Regions from separate parts of the Anas platyrhynchos genome. Here region 1 is linked to region 2. The links are chromatin contacts, called in public Hi-C maps. All regions are on one chromosome and are shown on one strand. The core of a region is the stretch at or near the end of the contact, and the rest is flanking DNA. Distances in the headings are between cores, read along the strand shown.

Region 1 (3,167 bases), core at 367-2,866, 41 kb before region 2:
AATACATGGGATTCAAGGCAAGCTTGTGGATCGTCACAAGCAGTCTGTATTCTGGCAAAGCGGGTATCTTAAGCTGAACAGAGAGTATACGTAATAGAGCAGAAGATTTCACTTCTGAATGCTCTGAAGTGCATTTTCATCGACTCTCCAAGTGATATAAAGCACTTGGATTTAGACAAACTTCCACTTTGATTTAGATGTACTTCCAGTCTATTCCATATACGACTTTTCCTTTTGTTCACTCACGTGCTTGTGTTTAGTACCTCAGTGAACAAGACTTACCCATGTTTCTCTGCCTCCTCCCAGTTAGGACTGCCACCCCATCACTATCAAGACATTTAACATGAATGTTACCCACGACAGAGGACAGAAAATCATGACAATCACCATCCTACTGATGGAGCCAGAGTGCACACAACACGTTACTGCAAACATCACGGGGTGCCTCGATATTAACAAAAAAGCATTTTGTACCATATTAGAAGCACAACCCTGCAATAAAGAAGGCAACCCCAGAACTTCTGTTAAGTCACACAACAGAGCATGAAGGTGAGCCAAAGAGAACATTTTTCATGTATACGCTGGCATTTGCTGCCACAGGAAGCCAGGAGACATTAACAAGAATCCAGGGGCTGTGGGCTTTTTATTTAGGGAACGATCAATAAACATTTACGAAATCCAAGTCTAGTTTAGGGTACTTGCACGCTGCTTCAAGGCTTAAATGAAGCCTGGCCACTGGAAATGGCCATGGAGCCCGGGCTGGTAGAGGGGATTAACCCACATTTAACAGCTGGAAGCTTGGGCTTTCTTTTCCTGAGTCACCTGCTATCAGCTCTTATCAGAAAGAGGACCCCAGAGCAGGCACGTCTGAGGCCATTTCCCACGGAAGGGCCAAGCAGCAGGAAGCCGGGCCGCCTCTGAGCCGCCACGGGCACTGACCCGGGGGACAGGGCCCGCAGTGAGGGTGGACGCAGCGCTCCCCTGCCCGCTCAGCCGGCCCCATTCATTTCCCCAGCCACACGCCGGGGGGCACCGCCGCACACACGCCCCCGCAGGCCCGGCGCCGACCCGTCCCGGCAGCCCCCACCCCAAACGCGAACCGGCCCCAGAGACGCAGGCCCTGGGCAAGCCCTGCCCGCAAGGGGCTCGGTGCGCGGCCCAGCCGCAGTGCCCGGAGCGCCGCGGGAACCCCGAGCCCCGGCGGCCCGCGGGAGCTCCCCGCGCCGTGCCGGGGCCGAGGCGTTTCTCGCCCCGAGGCCCCCCCCGGAGCTGCCTCCCCCGGCACCGGGGCGGCCGTTACCGGGGCCTCCCCTCCCCCTCCCCTCAGCCCCCCCGCACCGGGCGGCGGCCGCCGGGCCCCCCCCACCCACCGGGGGCGCTCCCGAGCCGCAGCCCCAGCCGCAGCCCCAGCCTCAGCCCCGGCCCTGCCCCCGGGCCGCCCCCTCCCGCCTCGCCTCCCCCCCGGCCGGGCCCGGCCGCCGCCGCCGCCCCTCACCATGGCCGCGCCGCCACGAGCCGCCCCCGCCAGCCCCGCCCCGCAGCGCCGCGCGCCGTCACGTGAGCGCCGCGCCGCCCCGCCCCGCCGCTCGGCCATTGGCTCGCCCCGCGGAAGCGCTCCGCTCCGAGCCCATTGGCTCGCGGGGAGGTGATTGGCGTGGGGAGCGGCCAATGAGGCGCGGCTGCGGCTGCGGCGCGGGGAGAGCGGGGCATGGAGCGCGGGGCCGTGAGGCGGCTGGCGGCCAGGGCGGGCCTGGGGGAGCCCCGCGTCGTCAGGTGAGGGCACGGGCACGGGCGGGGGCTGCGGCAGGGCCGAGCCCGTTCCGTTGCGGAGCGCTCCCCGTGTGTTGCAGGAAGGCCGAGGAGTTCCTGCGGCTGTCCCAGGTGCGGTGCCCGGGGCTGCTGGCGCAGACGACGGCCACGGGCAGCGCCGTGATGTGCCTGGAGCTGGCGGCCCGCGCCGCCGGGAGGCCGCTGGACAAGGTACGGGCTGGGGGGGGCAGCGGGAGGGCACCGGGCACCGACCCGAGCCCGGCGGCCTTTGGTTTGGCCTGGGGTTTGTGTGCGTGAAAGAGCCGCGTCGGCGTGCATTAAACAAGGCAAACTCCGGGTGTAAATGTCTGAAAATAACGCGGCCTTCACGGGTGTGGCCTTCTCGTTGGGTGTCTGCCTCTGTGCAGTGAGCGCTTACAGCTCTCCTCGCACAGGGATGTTCAATGCAGCGATTGAACCTCACCTCAGGGCAGCGCGCAGTTACTAACCCGTGTCAGGTGCCTGGGGGAGATGCCAGTCTGCCGCTAATCCTCGGGGCTTGTCTCTATCTCTGAAAGAGCTACTTTATTAAACTCTCCGGCTTGACCAAGACGACCTACCAGAACTCCATCAAGTCTTTGGAGTGTTTGCTAGAGGTGAACCCGAGACTGGGAATACGAGACCTGGCGGTGCAGTTCTGCTGCACGGAGGCAGTAAATACCGCTTCAAAAATACTGCAGAGGTGAGGAAGCTCTCAAGATCGCACCAGTAATCACTAGTAAGAGTCTTTGTTTGTTAAATGTGTAGAGAGCTTGTTGTTTGCAAGGGTCAGGTATCTCCCACCGACTGGACTCCAGTGTGTAAGTTCTTAGCACTGACAATCCAGCCAATTATCTAGGCCACTTTTAAAAACGTGTTAGCTTGTGAATCTTAGTAAGTCATTGTCTGAGTCCCAGTTCTTTAACTCAGAGTAATATAAAAAAGATAGGACATTTAGTCATTGTAATTATCCACAGAATCATGCTTCTACATGATCATGTCAGAGTTCAGACGTAATGCTCAGTAGAAACAAATCCTCCTTTCTGGAGAAGCAAATCTCTTAAAAACGCACATTATTCTACATGTAAAAACATCAGGTAGAACGCTTCAACAGTGATTCAACAGATTTAACTAAAGCTTTGCTCTCTGTAGCATCTACTTTAACAAGAGCAATCACTGAAGAGCTCTGGAGTGCTGTTACCCTGCTAGTGTGTTTAAAAACTGCCAGGGATTCAAAGTATTCTGAGTTGCAGGACAGGGAACAAAGACCTGTGTATGCTTCTGGGTGCTAACTACAAACTAAAATAAATAGCCTGGGGACAGGTGGACAGTAAAAAATTAAATTCTTCACAGTGCTGAACAGCTAGAAGTCATCTGCC
Region 2 (3,373 bases), core at 77-2,576:
GCAACCAGGGATATAGATGAGAAAACCCAAACAACATAGAAAAAAAGATACGCTTTGGAGCATTCATTGGTCATGCTACCTAATTTTTGGGTAAAAAAAAAATGAACTGCTCAATTCAGAAAAATTTGAGCGGCACCAATTATACTCTCTTCTATTATTACAGCACCTCTCCATTCATTTCTCCCTCCTCCCCCAAACTTCTCTTCTTCTTCTCACATCTCTGGAGACCTGAAACCCATGCACCACCTTCTCCCCCATGATACCCCACAGATCTCCATGTATCTGCCATAGTAGCCTTAACACATAGATGCTTAGTTCTTGTCATTCTACCCTTCTCCAGCTCTGTCTAGCTTAACCTCTATCTCATGCAATTTCCAGTCAAATCCTCTCCATCACCCACACCTTCCTTTCTTTTTCTGCCCTGCCTTTTCCTGACTTGTGTTGTTTCCCCAACCCATTGTGTCCTGCTCTTTTCCAGGCCCAGCTTTCCTGCCCAGTCACTCTGATCCCTGCCTCCTCCTCACGTAAGGCATGAGCCGCAATTACTTTCCTTCCTTTGGCTATATAAGGAAGCTCCGCTGCAGCTCTTACACTGGCGAATAATGAGAACTGCATGCCTGAGATCCCAGAAATTGGGATTAATGTAATTATTTACACTAACAGCCTCCCAGGGGCCTTTTAAGTCACAGGGCTTTTTAGGATTACTGCAGGCAGAAAGAGTACAAGCTGTCAAAAAACCTTTACGATACTACAGCTTGATCAACAAAAAAGTATTAAATTGACAAGCAGCAAACAACGACTGAATCTCTGAAATCAATTATCTAATATAAGCACGACACACGTGTCTAAAATACCTGTCATTTTTCTGACTTGCTTAGATTTCCAGTGTTCAAATAATACTTTTGTTTCCCAGAAATGCATTTATAATGCAGACATTCAAAGGAGGATGTATTCCCTGCTGTTTGCCATGGTTTTGACATTTACGTAGATGGTAGATGTAGGTTTCTGTTCATTTTTTTCCCTGAAGTCTTTGCAATGTATAACCAATCTAATAAAGATTTTAAGACAAAGCATTTCACAAGATTTATTTTCCTATGCACAAGTGCCACCAGTCTCAAAGTCAAAACTGCTGAACAATACAAATTGTTAAAGTATGTTTCCTCTTGCAAATTCTGAACTCTTCTAACCCTTCTTCCTTCCCCTCCCCAAACTACATGTAGGTGCACCAAAGGAGCTGTATGTAAACGTGAGCTTCACAGTTGCTAAGTAACTCCATGCCAGTAGACAGCATTGTGAATGTTGTCAGCAACACCACAGAAGTTGCCAAATTCATAATCTGGTCAGCGCCAAGAAATGTAAGCTATATACTTGGATGAGACACTCAGAGCTTCATAAAATGGGCACGAGCAACAATGAAAGAAAATACATTGACAAGCAACTAGATTCATGATTAATCATAAGATACTTCTCTATCAGGACAGTTACTGACTATCCTTGAGAATGCAGCTATTAGTGTTTATCTAAATTAGGCTTCTCCATTTCCATTCAGTGACATAAAATGAAACATTTCTCTGCTGTTATCCAGATTCAGTCTGGGTCCCAGCTCCTATCTCCACAGAGTTCAGCCATGCAGCTAATCACTACTAGTGCTCCCACGTGCATGTACACACAAACATACATTCTGTTCCACAAATTCTCCAAATAAAGCAACTCAGATCTCAGTCTGAAGATTTTTCTTTATTAGCAGGACATATTCAGTAAAACATTCAAAAGCTCTTCATTCCAAAACAGAATAAAACCCTCTGAGACTTGGAAGATTGCTGGCCTATGTTTGTACTCCCAGTATCTGGAACAATCACTGTTCTTAACAACATATTATGGCCTTCAGTGCTGTCCAGCACTAAAAATAGTATCCTGATGACAGAATTAAAGACTAAGTCACAATAGAAATCACAGTAGAAGACTGAAGGCAGTAAACTAACTTTCTTAAGATGGAGCTCAAGTTCTATTTGCAAAGCTAAGAACCACCACAAGCAGCTTGCAGGGGCAGAAGGAAAAGAGGAAAGGGTACCTGACTCTTTCCTGGAGAATGCTGCATGATGATACCAAGCGATTCTTGAGAATCGTGTTTTGAACTTGAAATTAGACAACTTCAGTGAAAGCAACTTTTTTGTTTGTTTTTCGTTTGTTTCTTTTTTCTTCTTCCCTGGAGAAATAAATACACACATTTATCCATTTCCACTGCCTTTTAGCTAATGATTTTCATGTTTTTTACTTAGATTGCAAATCTAATTCAACAGCTAGCAGCTGTGAACAACCCTATCTAAAGAGCAGAAAAAACACATTCTTTAGTACGTTAATTTACAGACTCTTTCTATTCATTATGAATTCACAATATCTACTAAAAATACATAGTATGTTATTGCAGTGTTAGATCAATTTGAACACCTTCCTCCTAATGGAAAGGATATTTAATCAGACATAGCTTTGGTGCAGTCAAACTTAGCATCTTGTAAGTATTAGTGAGTTCTGAAAGTGACAGCCTAAAGAAGGGGAAAAAAATATAATGTTATTACTGCTTATTAGAGCTGTATTACCACCACTGCTACTTAAGTAGAAACCTCCAGAAGGGGGACGAGGCAAACAGCTAGGGAAAGCAACATCTTAAAACGCTAGTTAGAATTGCTAGAGGATATCTACCAGGATCCATACTGAAATAAAGTAGGAAACCTCCTACATACTACTGATGGTATTGTACATACTTTGAAGGATCAACTGCTTTTAGACGCATCTGAAAGTACTGGTTAAACTCATTAACATTTGTTTTGCTATATTTTCATAATAAGCAAAAAGTATGGCACAACAGGAAATCTACATAGTTAAACAGTTGGCACTGAGTGCTCAACATCTGCTAGAGGCAGACCAGGTCCTGAAGATCAAGCACCTGAACAGCTGAAGGACATCTTCAAGGTCAATTTCTCCTGAAAGCAATCTAGTTCCTGCTCCCCATGACCATTCCACGATACCAACAAAAGTACCAGAAATAGAGACTACCAATAAATTTGCTTTAAAAACACTAATTCAAACAAGACACTTGCATAGAAGTGCTTAGAGATACAAAATACAGTATGAGCAATACCTGAATGTGTACATGCATGTAAGGGAATCATATGCTCGAGATCAACAATTCAGAGAGGTTTAAATTAAACTGTGGTTTAAGACAGCTTTCTGGTTATACTGTTTATTCAAAGATTATCAATATCTTGAAGGACAAAAGGCAAGCACTGTGTTCTGCTAGGCAGTAAGACACTAAGCACCCAAAAAAAGGACACAGGACTGCTAGTAGCTTCCATGCACATTTCACATTATAAAA

The links. Hi-C and Micro-C count contacts between places; a contact is called where the count stands out from the background.
Region 1: a Hi-C map of F5 follicle shows a contact between it and region 2, with 1.9 times the contacts expected there. The contact joins the promoter of ORC6 here to the enhancer-like site in region 2. A contact is called at or near these places in 2 of 8 Hi-C or Micro-C datasets (F5 follicle and liver).

The regions. Positions count from the first base shown.
Region 1 is chr12:19,096,603-19,099,769 of IASCAAS_PekinDuck_T2T, reverse strand. It overlaps ORC6 (origin recognition complex subunit 6), which reads left to right and starts at 1,616. Exons shown (of 7, transcript XM_027467001.3): 1 at 1,616-1,773; 2 at 1,851-1,980; 3 at 2,328-2,491. The coding sequence starts at 1,709. VPS35 (VPS35 retromer complex component) reads right to left here and starts at 1,575. Exons shown (of 17, transcript XM_027466832.3): 1 at 1,496-1,575. The coding sequence starts at 1,498.
Region 2 is chr12:19,054,679-19,058,051 of IASCAAS_PekinDuck_T2T, reverse strand. All of the region lies in intron 1 of MYLK3 (myosin light chain kinase 3), which reads right to left. Among named protein-coding and RNA genes, the nearest start is that of MYLK3, 12 kb to the right of the region's middle. Within about 2 kb of position 1,326, at least 4 of the 8 cell types and tissues checked have an H3K27ac peak or open chromatin away from gene starts, as enhancers often do. A contact at or near this core is called in F5 follicle, where this site is marked.